2 separate regions of the Drosophila melanogaster genome follow, and region 1 is linked to region 2. A link is a contact called in public Hi-C data. All regions are on one chromosome and are shown on one strand. Each heading gives the region's core, a stretch centred on a gene start, on an enhancer-like site or on the middle of the called end of the contact. The rest is flanking DNA. Distances are from core to core; before and after follow the strand shown. Region 1 overlaps spri (sprint). Region 2 overlaps CARPB (Carbonic anhydrase-related protein B).

The links. A called contact is a pair of places that touch in the nucleus more often than the background predicts.
Region 1: a Hi-C map of the Kc167 cell line shows a contact between it and region 2, with 2.9 times the contacts expected there. The contact joins two enhancer-like sites.

The regions. Positions count from the first base shown.
Region 1 is chrX:10,496,880-10,503,645 of dm6, forward strand. It overlaps spri (sprint), which reads right to left. Exons shown (of 11, transcript NM_001272487.1): 7 at 1,335-2,778; 8 at 235-1,266; 9 at 1-168. Among named protein-coding and RNA genes, the nearest start is that of CG32687, 13 kb to the left of the region's middle. Within about 2 kb of position 3,867, at least 8 of the 39 cell types and tissues checked have an H3K27ac peak or open chromatin away from gene starts, as enhancers often do. A contact at or near this core is called in the Kc167 cell line, where this site is marked.
Region 2 is chrX:9,817,821-9,825,179 of dm6, forward strand. All of the region lies in intron 2 of CARPB (Carbonic anhydrase-related protein B), which reads left to right. Among named protein-coding and RNA genes, the nearest start is that of CARPB, 38 kb to the left of the region's middle. Within about 2 kb of position 5,036, at least 2 of the 39 cell types and tissues checked have an H3K27ac peak or open chromatin away from gene starts, as enhancers often do. A contact at or near this core is called in the Kc167 cell line, where this site is marked.

The sequences.
Region 1 (6,766 bases), core at 2,617-5,116, 680 kb after region 2:
TGAGCTTGTGGTGTCCAGCACCATTCCTGTTCGCCTTGAGTGTGTCCTGGTTGCAGCTGCCATTGCTGCCGTCTTTGGTGCTTTGTAGTTCCTCGACAATAGTGTCGTCCTCTGAGAGAGCGGGTCGGCACTTGGACAGATGAATGGTGTCCGAATTGATGGTGGCGTCTAAAAGAGAATCAATATAAAAATAATTGGGAATATAACTGGTATATATATATATATATTGCTTACCATCGTGGGGCAGGAAGGTGTCCCATTGGGAAGAATCCCAGGGCTCCGAGAAAATGGTGCCATCGTCGGACTGCGCCGAATCAATGCCTCCGAACGAGTTCTGGCAGAAGACGTTGTCGTAGGAGGAGAGCCGGCAACCGATCTGGCTCTGGAATGACTTTTGGCTACCATCGCACCCGACTCCCGCCTTATCCTGTCCCAGGACATGCGGCTGCAGTGCGGCCGTTTGCGGGGGCGTTGAGCAACGTACCAGCTCTGGCAGATTGAGGTCGGGCAATCGATTGGCAATGATCTGATGAATGGTCAACGTTCGTTTCTTTCCCTGCCCATCTGCACGGCTATCGCGGCCCAGCGAATTTTCCTTCTCCTGCCAATCGATTGCTGCCGTATCGTAATCCCCGCCAGCATGACTGCCCGTATCCTGCTTGGCCATAAACTCCCAACTGCTGTCCAATTGCCAGTGATCGATGCGATTGCGTGCCCGCTTGGTGGGCTGCTGTTGTTGTTGGGACTGCTGTTGCTGCTGGGAAACCTTCGGTTTGGGCTTTAGTTCGTCCAGGCTGCCAGCTAACTTCTCCAGATCGCTGGGCTGCAGCATTGCACCATTGCCGGATCCTCCGAAGCCCGCTTTAAGTGGTTCCGAGTGTCTTTGGCTGGCGTGTAACATTTGACTGCGATGCTGGCGACGCAAGATGGCCGTGGCTGCGCTGGTCAGGCCCGCCTGACGCAGTGCATCCGCTGGTTCCGCATAAAACGGACTGCCTTGCTTGCTGCGACTGGCTCCGTTGGCTTGTCCTTCGGCCGTGGGCGTGGTATCGCCACCATCGTCCTCCGCCGCCGTCATGGATTTAGTCATGGCCACAGGGGGCACCTGTCCCGAAAGATTTGGCAAGAGCAGGCCGGCTCGAGAGCGAGCTGGCACATCGCCGGAGAACTGAAGCAGAGATTGACTGGAGGATTCGTTGGGTGTGGCAGTGGTTTCCTCCTCGCAGGGCGTAAGGTGAGATTGCTGCGTCGGTGTTGGAGTGCTCGCTGAAAAGAGGACGGAACAAATGAATATTTAAACAAGAAAACACAATCGAAGCGAATAAAAAACGTACGAGTCTCGGCCAGCAGATCTGGCCGTCGGTTCATCACACCGCCCACCGTGTCCAATGCCGGGCGGAAACTGGTCAGCAGGCTGGCCCGATCGCTGGGATCGTGCGACCAGACGTCCTCGTAGTCGCTGATCTTGTCGCTTAGCGCACTGGCGCAGTACTGCATCGGCGGGCTCTCGAGGATGTCCGACTCCTTGTAGTGCTGCGACTCCTTGCCCGCTCGCGACTTTCGGGATTTGCCGCCGCTGCTGCTGCTGCCGCCACTGGGCGTTAGCGGTGTCATTGGTGAGGTGAGCAACTTGCGGGCCGGCGGCGGCCAGCGACTATCGTTAGAAGAGGATCCCTGCGAGGACAGCGTGTCCTTACACTCGCCCTCCGGCGACAATCGCTTGGCGAATGTCTGAAAAGTGCTCGCCTGGCCGTTGAGTAGGGCATTAAAGGGATTACTGGCCGCCGGCGTAGTAACCTCCACGAATTTTCCATTACCATTACCAACCGTCGGTCCACTACCGCCGCCACCTCCGTTCTCCATCGAGAAGGTAACCGTGGTGGTTACCGTAAAATTGCCATTGGCACTTCCATTCTGATCCGGAGAATGGGGCTTTGACCAGCGCAGTGGTGGTGCCGGCGGCTTGAGATTCAACGTATTTGGTGGCTTCGGTCTCTGTGGACGCACTTGATCTACTTCCGGCGCAGTTTGGGCCACTTTAAAGGTGCTCAGCTGTTGATCCACAACCGATGGGCATAAAGGTGCCATGGGAGCACCCGTCGAACCGGGCAAATAATGCCCAGGATTGTCCACTGGCGACATGGTGAGTATTACCGAATCTACAGAATTCGGACTCAGCAGCTGCATATGTTGACCTCCGCTGGTGGTGAAGGAGCTAAGGCTCGAATTTGTCGTATCGGATGGAGTGCCCGCCTGGCTAAAGAAGCCCAGCAATTGACCACTTCCGGTGGGACTGAAGAGACCACCACCCGGCAGTGGCGGTGCTCCAGTGGGCGGTGGCTTCGACACAGTATCGCTAAAGAAGGTGGCAGTGCCAAGACCACTGGTTTCCGTTAGTGAGAGCGGCGATTTTGCATCAAGCAATTGCTGATCCTTTGACGGAGCCACCGATGGCGTTAATGGACCCAAGAGAGCCGGACTGCTCACATAGCTCCAGAACTCCTGACCCAACAGGGCCAGCGAACTCAGCTTCTTTCGATTGTTCGCCTCGCGCAGGACACGTGGCAACATCAGCTGCACCGGCAACTCATCGCAACATTGGGCATAGTGGGCAATTAGCGAAGGTATCGATCCGAATGTGAATCTCGAGCTCTCCAAACTTAGGACATTATCGTGCGACTGGATGAGATAATGCTCGATGTAGGGTCCTGTATCCTGGGGCAATCTCACCGAAACGGCCATTGTATTCGGCTGGCTAGAACCACGCACTATGAAGGTCTGCAATTAAAAATAAAATGCACAGATTAGCAATGAGTCTTAATGGTTTTACTGTTTTTTAAATCATTTATTAATTTAAAACACCGACATTCATTTCTTTGCATTCGAGGATTTAAGTTTCCATTTTAAGGCAAAGTTTTTAACAAAACTTTGGTTGCACATTGCCTGAAAGCACATATATCAACCATAAGATTTCACTGCCAACCCACAGGCTATAGATCAAAAATATTCAGTGTTATCTTTTCATTTCTTTCGAGGTGGTTTAAGTCCTTAAGTGAGTCTTTTCCCTGTGACTGCGCGTTAAATGTTGCGTTCACAATTCGCCCATGAATTCCCACTTATGGATGATAAATCGTACCCTACTTCGCCCTCCCGCCTTTCTTTCCATTCTTGCAACAATGCTTTTTCTCCACTGGTTCTCGTTATTTTTCCCATGCCTTGCCACTTCTTGTTGTCGGCAAAAACTTTGCAGACGCTGCGACAAATCGCGTTGAATGGTAAATGGGTAATGCCTCTTTAGTCGCCAAAACCTGGTCAAGTCTGGCCAAGACCAGGGCCAAAATTCAGCCCTGCTAATCGCCATTGAAAACTTTCATAATGAGCGTTTAACTTAAAGGCATACACTTCATGGAATCGAATTCTAAAAGAACTCGTACTTATAGAACTAATAAATGCCTACATCTTGTATTTCTTCAAAAAGTCTGTAAGAAGCCATCAAAATCTGCCGTTTTAAAGAAAAATATTATATTAGTCCAGTGCTTATGCCCACAGCACTTTCGTTACCCTGCATTTTAAAATTGCTCCCTTTTTTATAATTCTTTCAAACGCAATTTTATTATAATTTCCATTCATAATCTTTCTCCAATCAATTTTATAAAGTTCTGAGCTCCACTTCCATCTCCTCCACCTGACTACCAGAAATTCAAGAGGAATTAAAAAGCGACAACAAATTCGAGAAGGGAGAGGGCTGTATGTTCTTAAGTGTTTTCACTCAGTCTACAAAGATTCACTTTCTGCGATTTACAGATTCTCCCCGTCTGTCTTCTTTGCTGGCATTGTTGTATTTGCTTTTCAATTTCATCGCAGCAACCCTAAAAGCATGCAATTATATATGTACACACACCGACGCATACTACATATATAATACGTATGTATATAGTTATATAATTTTTCTTCTTCAGATTTCAATAAATGCCAACTGCGTGGTGGGGGGGATGGAAAATTCGGGGGGAATTTGTGCACCCTGTGGCGTTGTTTATGATTTCTGTGCGAGTTGCGCACAATTTTTCAATAAGCAGTTGAAAGAAGATGATAAAAACTCATGAATCGGGTGGTTTTTCATTCGTTTGGGGGTGAGGTTGCATCATTTTAAAGCATACTTTTCAGCTACTACATCTGCTTTTGATGCTATCATCCAAGGAGAGAAAAAAAAAACCGAAAAAGGTATATGGGGCGAGGGTCAAACATTTTATACTGATTTAATAAGGCGGTCGCACAATGGGGGCGTGGCCATCGTGCTTGACCATCAAGGAAATGCAATTTATAGGAAACACAGACGACACAAACGAGCGTAAAAGTTCCTTAACAGGCTGAAAGCCAACCAAAAGTGGACAAAAGGAAAACTTAATAAAAATCCAAGACGGCAAGGAAAAAGGAAAGCCATTGCAAGGAGAGTCGGAAGATAATGCACAAAGGTTGCCAAGGATGCGGGCTGTAAAAGATGAATACGATGCGTTCCGGAGTTTTAAGAACTTTGGAAATTAAAACAATAGGCATTATAATTAAAAGTCATAAGAAATGAGTTTAGCTTTTCAATTTCAAGATTGGAAAACTGCATATGAAGAAAGACATTTTTTTTGTATTAAAAAATATATATATATATTTAAAAAAGAGCATACACTTTTGTATCGCACTGTACCATCGTGTGTGTCTCGGCAGTGCCTGCATTTTATTGGCTTGAATTGACAAATTTCATTTGGGTGGCGAACAATAAAAGGGCGTAACGGCATTTGCAATTGACGACAGATCAGATCAGTTATATATGTACGACCGTATGTAAAATGTTAAATGATACGCTGAATATAGACGCATGTACATATGTATGTAGATATATAGTGCACTTTAAAGTGATGCATTAGTTGAAGGTGCAAACCAGACAGGTGGATGTGCTCGTAAGTAGTCGCACATATACATACACATTCACCTGTGTGTTGTACACCTGTCACAATGGCTCTTCGTCAGCCATTTCCAGTTCCATTTCCTCGCTGCACTTGCATTTCCCATTTCCAACAACATTTACATTTCGCTAGCTGGCCATGGCTCTTTGCAGGCTTTTAGCCATCGTCTGGCGCAACAAGGAAGGCCTAGAAATGCACACTCTAGTTCATTGACTCACAAAAAAAAAGTGTGGCAACAAAGTGTTGGCGAAATGGGCAACTGCAAGTGTATAATCTTAAAAGAAAAAAAAAACAATGCAATGTCCTTAAAAGAATGCTGATACTCCTAGATAGACTTGCATATCCCTAGTAGAACTAAAAGTTAAAAAAATGAATAAATTGGACAGTTCGAAAGTCGCCTCTATTTTGTCCAAGTGTAATCTCCCAAAAGGATCTAAGGAAAGGGTGTGATTATTTTTGGTCTGAATACGGTGGATGCATCGTTAGGCTTCAACTCTTCCCCGCAAATTGCATTTCACTTGCACTTTTCCACTTGCCAACAGACTGATGGATGCGGTTTGGTTTGGTTTTCGATTTGTTCTGCTCGCCAACCGCAAAAGACAGTTAACAGTTTCATTTCCGTGTTTGCAGCCACTGCATTTTCAATTACACAAGGATCTATGTGAGTGTCCTTGTGGTTTGGGCCAGAAATGTCGTAAATTTAAACGTTTTTATTGACCATTAAGTACGGGATATCAAATTGTTTGTTTAAGGAAGAGAATTCAATATCCCACACAGTCTAATTAAATTTTATATAAGGGAAACATTAAACTTGCATTATTGCCCACCTTATATAATGCTTGGTAATTTCTATTACAATTAATTGACAGTTAAAATAGTTGCATAATCGATTCATGTTGCATCTGCTATTTTATGTGGTTTATGTCATCAATTAAATCAAATCCATCTATATTTCCCTCGATTCCCTAACCAATTTCACTTTCTATTTGCCGTACGTTGTGTCCTCTTTCCAAATCCCAGCTGTTATCCCATTCTGTCGGTAATCATTTATCTCTTTGCATTTATTTCGCATTTAATTGCATGTAAATTATTGTGCATTGGGCAGCACATGGCAACGAATGTTCGCACCTCCTGCCCCACCGAATTGAGTCAACTCTGGCCACCCCACCCACACGCTTTCAAAACACCAAAGCCCATTCCAATAGCGTTTCCCTGGATTCCCTGCGGCGTTGCAAATCAGACACAACACAGTACACACACACACACACACACACTCTATCTCTCTCTCTCTCTCGAAAATAACGATTCGTCGCATTTGCACCCATTTCCGGTATACGATGCCCAATGCCCCTTTCTCCTGGGAGGTAACAACATTTCCGGTTTCCATTTCTCGTCGCGTGCCTTCGGGGCTGCATTTCTCCTCTCGAAATGTCCGCAGTGCCCAGGCCACTCCGCCTCCAATTTCATTGGGCTCAATCACCATCTTCATCCATGGCCAAGTCACCCCTTTTTTGGCCAGATCACAATGCGCAACGTGTCGCAGCTGCTGCCTGTCTGCCCTCCATCCCAATCTTTCGATTTCGCCCTGCCTGTTTGTGGTTTTGGCCATCGGAATCGAAAGTGCAGCCGTTGCCAAGTGCCAAAACACGGAGAAATATACTCAGCACGTTGCCAAATAACATACTTTATATTAACTCGGAATAAAGCGATGAAATCAACTGGGAGTTTTTCCGAAGAAAATGGTCCCAAATATGTTGATTATGTTGTTTAGCAAAAAAAAAATGCGGTCAAAAAAATGTACTATGTGGCTT
Region 2 (7,359 bases), core at 3,786-6,285:
GTTTTTTTTTTTCTCAATTCCCCGCGGAACCAGCGTCATCTTCTCGTGCTGAAACAAAGGAATCGCAGAGACAAAGACCCGCCAGGACGCTTCTTTCTTTCTCTTCTTGACGCTTTTATTCCCAATTTTTTTGTACTCCTTTTTTTTTTCTGTTGTACCCCACACTGCCCCGGAATTTTCGTTTTTTTTTTTTTTTTTGTATTTTGCTGTCTTTCTGTTTTGGGTCCAGTGCGGTCACAAATAATTGGCCCGATGCCGCTTTGACGTTTAAATTTTATTGAATGGCAGCTGCAATTGGCAGTTGGCAGTTTGCTGGCCGAGAGTTTCCAGTTGAGTTCTAAGCTCGCTTAATTGTTCCCAATGGTTGGAACAATGGCATGGCAACAATGGCCGCCGGAAGTGGGCGCTTGTGCGGCGGTGCGGGGGCGTGGCTATGAAGCCTGCATAATTCTTTTACGCCTCATCGATGGGAGAAGCGGATGATGGGGAGAGGAATGAAAGAGCCCTGAAAAACTTGGCTAATAAATGATACCGGCCAGACATAATAATTTTCCCAACTCCCCATTAGCCTGCAAATGTGGCATGCTATGTATGGGCTCCACACACACACACGCTCGCACATACATACAAACACACATGTGCATTATTCACGCCTCATTTGGCCTTTGCCTTGGGCTTTGGGGCTAATTTGCCTTTAAAAGTGCGACAGCATTTTACGCTTAATTTGGCATTGATAACATTTCGCCCAAGACACCTGTTGTATACGTGTGTGTGTCTCTGTCGATTTGTGTGGGTTTTCCGGCATTAGTATGCGTGTGTGTGACCCTAAAAGCGGCCTACACATTTTTCAACTCACAGTCAACTCACAAAAGCACTTCAGCTGGAAAAAAAAAAAAACAGCAGCAACAATCATAACAATAATCATAACAAAATGTGAGAGACAGTCTGAAGTGGCTCCCCTGTACAGTAACCCCTCGTCGTTTAACGACCCAAAAACAAGTCCATCGTAATAGTACAGTGGAACTAAGTCACGCGTAAATTGTTTAAATGTCTGTTGGTTGTAGATGTCTAATAAAGTGCGCACGAAGATAAGTACGTTTTAAAGTGTGAAAGGTAATTTATTTTAGCTAAAATTATATCTTGTTAGGCATGATTATAATTTTGTTAAAGGTAAAGCTAAACTTTTTTAAATATATTACTCAGCTGTTAGTCCCACTGTGCATAGAATAAGGAATCTGGCATGCTGACATTGATACCTCGCCGGTGCGTGCTGCTAAAATTTTATGATGTGGGCCAGGCGCACTTACACCCAACCCCTCCCCCCCAGATTTTCCACTCGCCCCTCGCGGAGCTTTCCGCTGGGAAATGGGCCGCCCAGGTGACGGCAAATTGATGCTGTTATTGTCAACGGGCGACGTCGTCTCCTTGGTCCTTCGTCCTTAGGGGGCGGAAAAGTGCCAAAATGCCAAACGCTGTCAACTGTCATTTGGGGGCCTCCCTTATCGACGTCCCTTACGGAATTTCGGAATTTCCACATTTCCACTGTGTCATGTCAGTTGGCCATAATCATTGGCATTCATACATAATGGACTCATTGATATTCGCTGGCAACAACAAAAGGTCAAGTGGCTTTTCCCCGCCCCGCTGCGCCACACTGCCAACTCCCCGCCCAAAACTGCGACTTTATTGTTGTTCTCTGGTTGGGGTCATAACGGTAATTGCCAACAAAACGAGTGATTAACTTGACAATACGCTCGCACGCACACATGGCGGTCCATCTGACACCACCGGCCACGCCCACAGCCCGTTGGCCCTTTGACCTTGCCCATGGGCAGTCCGCCCCTCTCAGTTTTCCAACCCAAATGCACTTGCATCCCAAGCGTGTGTGTGTGTGTGTGTGTGTGTGTGAGTGGAAATGTGTGACTTTGACACGGCACACTGGCACAATGGCATACAATGGGAAAAGCTATGCAGAGCGGGAAAGCTAGAGAGGAAATGTGCTGGCAGGTCAAACACGAGTGCCAAGCCAAGCCAAGTCAAGTCAAGGGGACAAATTTCAGCGTATGTGGCTGGTCATGGAGTAAGCATTTAAACCGACCATTAAATAATGCTGCCGCCCATAAAAATATCCCCACAAAGCGAGCTGGAAAACCGCAGACTAACCGGAAAAATTAGTGCGGCAAGCTAAGAACATTAAAGTAAAGTAAAAAATTACATTTTACTATCAAGTGTGTTCGCTTAAATGGTACTTCACGAACATTTATTTTACGATATATTTGTGAAAGACAATAACGCAGAGGAAAGCAAATAAGTTTTAATTTCGACTAAAATGTTGCCTAATCAATTCCTTGAGGAAAACCAACACAAAAAAGTTAAAACTTCATGCAATTTATTGTGGATGTAAAAAATGCATGCTTTTTTGCAACTGAATTTGAATTGAAATTTGAATTTTGTATTTTTGCAATTTTATCTCAAACTTATTGCACTCTGCTGGCTGGTTTTCATTTGCAGGCCAATTACGATTTGTTGGGGCCATCATTTATGCAGCATTATGCTGCATTATTAACCGATTCAATTATTAAGTGAGCTCTACTGCAGCCGGCCATCAGCCGGAGCCATTAATTATTCGTGGTGTGTGGAAACAAAAACGATTTGCCCCTTAATTGCCGGCTGAGTTTCACTCGCTTTTCCTCACCTGTCGACGCTAAGCCCCCACACCCCCCTACAACCCTTCAATTTCGCTACCTCTTTCTTTCTTCCTGCGCTCCATTTCAAATGTCCGTGAGGCCAGCAGGCAAATCACTCAAAGGGGATCAGCAAAGGCTCGCTTTGATTTCCAGACCCAACAAATTATTGAGCAGACAGCCGGAGGGATGGAGGTCTTGGAGGGGCGGAAAAGCTTGGAAGAGTCGTGAAAAGGGGGAAGAAAAATCAGGGGTAAGGCGACTGAGATTGGCAGGCGATTGAAAGAAGTCGGACTAAACAAAAAACAAAAAACAAAAAAAATGGTACAAACAAGAAAAACAAAGTTTGCACTCTCACCAGATTGGCCGAAAATGTGTTGAAGGAAATTCGGAAGAAAACTATTTCTAAAATATTTAAAGCGGTTAAAGGTTCAGGTTTTGTTGGCTAGCTCACCAGATTGGGTAAACATGCAGATTTTCGACAAATTTGTTGAAGATTTTATTAGGTGTTTTATTTGGAGCTTTTTATGTTTTCTTACAAGTCTTTGCATAAGATTTTTAAACAGATCGCTAACATTTCTGTGCTTATTTTATTTGTATAGACCAAATTAATTAAGGTTTTCTAGATTATTTTCGCAATTCTTGCAAAGGTAATATCGTAGCATTTTCTAAGAACTTTTGCACTTAGTTTCGGTAAGTTCATAGGTTGTAAAACCATCTTATCAAAGGCTTATCGTTGTGTATATCCCCATTGCAATGGGATTCTTTGAATTTAATTTTCTGCCGGTGGGCGAGCATAAACGAAGCCAAAATGCAAATGAAATTCGTTTATTTAATTTGGCCTACCTAATTCTACAGCCGTTTGACAAAAAACCCACTCGCTTTTCCCTTTTTCCTTGCCATGCCATGCAACACACACAACACTCGGTTGCAGGTGCAGTGGCATGCGTGACGAGAGCAGGAGTCAAAGTTTTCCTCATTTTCCAGCCCCTCAGACGAACGTGCAACTTTGTGGCTTTTCAACGCCTTGGACCTCTAAATCTGCCGCCCATTTTCCAATTTTCCGTGTGTGTGTGTGTGTGTATGAGTTTGTCTTTGAAGCAGTTAGAGGCTAAATTAAAATTACAACTTTTCGACTTGCACGTTGACGATGTTGCTGCTTTGCGTGTGCCCCCAAAAAAAAGACAGAAGAAAAAGGGCAAAAAAAAAAGGAGGAAAATAAAAGAAAGCAAGCGAAAGGCTGCCTAATAAAATTGGCCCAAGTACGTTTTGTAAAAATGCCAAAAATTTGCTTGAGAAAATTTCCAACTTCCGGCACGAACGAAGTCGAGATGTTGTAGTATTTGTAGAAGTTTCCGTGTTTGTTTGGTGAGATTCGCATGCAAAACATGTGTAAAATTGAAGCATCGACTGACCGAGAAAAAAAAAAAGGAGTTGGGTGTTTTTCCTCCCAGCTTTTCCTTGGCTTTTCCTTCGGCCGAATGTGGACGTGCCAACGTCATCGTCATTGGCCACTTTGGTCAAGTCTTTTTAGTGTTTTCTGTTCTTTTCTTTTTCCTGATTTTTTGCCTCCTGGCCAAGATATGCTTGGCTGGTCAAATTTAATAGCAATGCGATTTGATTTCCAAGTGTCTTCAGTGCCTCTGATTCCAGGATTCTGATTCCGATTGCGAAGGCGATTCTGCAGTAAATGCACATAAAAAGTGATGACAGGCCAGTCCCCAAACAAAACGAAATTAAATGTCCAGGCATACCCGAACTCAAATTGGACATTGAAGATAGCATTCATATTTTATAATTATTTTAAAATACGGCTTATACTCGTATTACCTTGCAAGACTTACTTCCACTTTAAATTTTAAACCCACATTTAATTCCCATATCGTTGAGCCAAAACTTGCAGATCCCAATCCTCTTTGTGTGAAATAAATAAGCCACAAGGTCGTGGCTTTGGCCAACACACAAACACACGCCGATGGAATGGTAAAAAAAAAATTGGCATAATTTCCTTTGGCTCGGCAACAAATCAAGAGCGTTCAAGGTGCTGTGGCCACATTAGCGCCACCTGTATGCGCTTAGATGAACTAGCAGACGCTTTCATTTTCCTTTCTTCCGGAAAATGCGAAATGTAATTTTCAGTGGGCTGGCTGAAAAATCAGCAGACATCGATTTCTTGGGTAGCAAACCAAACGAAGTGAAACTGAAACGAAAATAAATGCCAATGGCTCATTTATCATGGCCAGCACATGCACACACACACACATACACACAGGAACACACTACTGGCTTACACACACAAGCACACATGCACACGCATACGGTTGCCCCTTTAGGCCCTTGAAAACGGTAGCATACTTTGCAACGGTTGCCACAGGAAAAAACCTCGGAGAAAAATGTGCCGCGCAGCTAATGAAGAATGTGTGTTCTTCGACGACGCTGCGGGAAACTTTGCACCACCATCCTGACACCACCCACTGAACCACCGACATCCACCCAACCACAAAAGGGCACCCTTAACCCCTTGCCGACCCAAACCATTTAAGCACCCCGTCCCTGGCGTAATGATGATTTCGAAAGAATTGCAAATGTTTGGCCAACAGTTTGTGGGACTCCCGTTGGGAGATATTCAAGGTCTCCCCTTAAAAAACCCCACTTTTTCATTCATTCCACACCCGCTGCTTATTCACATTCGTTTTTATTTTTTGTTACTGAATGTGGGGGAGATGAAAGTTAACTGCATTATGAGTGGCCCCTCAAGGTGAAAGGAAAATCCGATTGCAGTGCAAAGTGAAAATTCATTCGGAAAACATTAGCTTAAATCGAAGCGATGGCATGTTTGTGTCTGTGTGTGAAATGTAATTTGAATAGCCTGACATAACAAGTGAATAATAATTCGAGTTTACCATGGAAACAGTTAAAAACTAATCTTAGAACCCTGAAAATATCATATCATATATTTCGTGATATATATACAATATTTTTATCGCACAAAATGCAATGTTTGAAAGCTAAAAGCAAATTCACGAGCTCTTTTCGAATCCTTCGAGATTTCTTTGCCTCTATGAACACTCACTTGCAAGGCGACTCTAATGAATACAAATGAATACACCCAGCTTGGATCCTTCAGCTGTTGAGCCCTCGAGAGTTCTTCTTCAATACTCTTCAGTGTCTAAACCAAAGTTGAGGATAATAAAGGATAAGTACTGGTAGAGAAGATGTCCAGGAATGGACTCAGTCTGCTGCATATCTTGTATTTGAAAGTCTAAGAAATTAAGCTTAACTAATTTTAATAAAGATTGCTGATGGCCGATCTTAAATAAACTAAAATTTTTTTTTTAAAGATTTTTGTTATGCGAACTATGCTTAAATCTGCATTTTAATTGCTAACTTATTTTCTTTTAAAATTAATTTTTGTAATCCCAATTCAGCTTCTTTAGTTGACAAAATCGTGAAAACTAGCGATTTCAGTTACCCTGTGAAAATTTGAAGCTGCAACACGCTCACTGCCCATTTTAAATGGCAACAGCCGAAAAGTGAACAGCAATTGGCAGCAGCCACCAATTCAGGAGAGGCTTCACAAAATGGAAACAGAAGTGCTGTGAGAGGGGGGGTAGAGATGCTGGTGGAGAAAGCAGAAGAGTAGCTAGTGAAAGTAGCAATTGGGGGCAACAATGGAGAGTGGGGAGTGCTTGAAGTTTGTGCACCCAGTTCCACTTAGACTAATTAACTGCGCCGTCACTTGGCTGCTGCTACGCTGCCCTCCCTGTCCGTCCTTTCCGCTGTCCGCTTGTCCGTTCGTCCTTCTGTCCGTTCGTCCGTCCGTCGGAATTTCCGGCTATCAAAAGTGCACCAGGGCAAAAATGTTGCAAAAATTGTGGTTGAGCCTAGCTCTCAGTTTTCTTCTCCTGGGAATTTGGCGAGTTAAGGCGCAAGGCTTACATTGGCCCTTAGTTTAAAAAAAACAGGAAATATACTTTTAAAACTTTATTAATGTGATTTTTTATAGACTCTTTTATATTATTATTATTATTGCATTTTTAATTTTAAAGATTGTATAAACTAAAAAACTCTTTTTTATTAATGCAAATAATTTTTTGGTAAGATTTTCTTTTTTTTGGCAACCGAAATGAGAGCAATGGAGTTAGATGCTCTTCGCTAGAGCTAGCTGCTACTTTCTCCTGGTGCTTTCTCTCTGCTGATGCTGCGGTCATCCGGTCACTCAGTGGTGCAGCTGCAAGTGAAGCCGGAGACAGTCGAGCAACATCATTAAAAGTCCGGGAAAGTGGGAACGTTGGGAAAATGACACCAGAAATGAGCCCGCTTAACTTTTCACTGCTTGCTCTTTTGCTGGCCATTTGGCAGTGGCAATTTGAGTGCCTTTCCCACCTGCCAGAAGTTGGGGACTGGATCGTTTTTGGGGAGTAACTGCTATATCCACAGATTCGGGGCACATCTATGGATGCAGGCGCCCCCAAGTATGCAGCACAACATTTTTAGGCAGGCAGGTAGGCAGCAGCAGCAGCAGCAGCAGCACCACCACCACCACCACCACCACCACCACCACCACCACTAGCAGCAAAAGCTTCATTTTCCAGAGGATTTTCATTGTCCTTTTCCCCGTGTGGTTGTGTCTGTGTAGTTGTGTAACCCAAATGAGTAGAATGTGTAAAAGGCA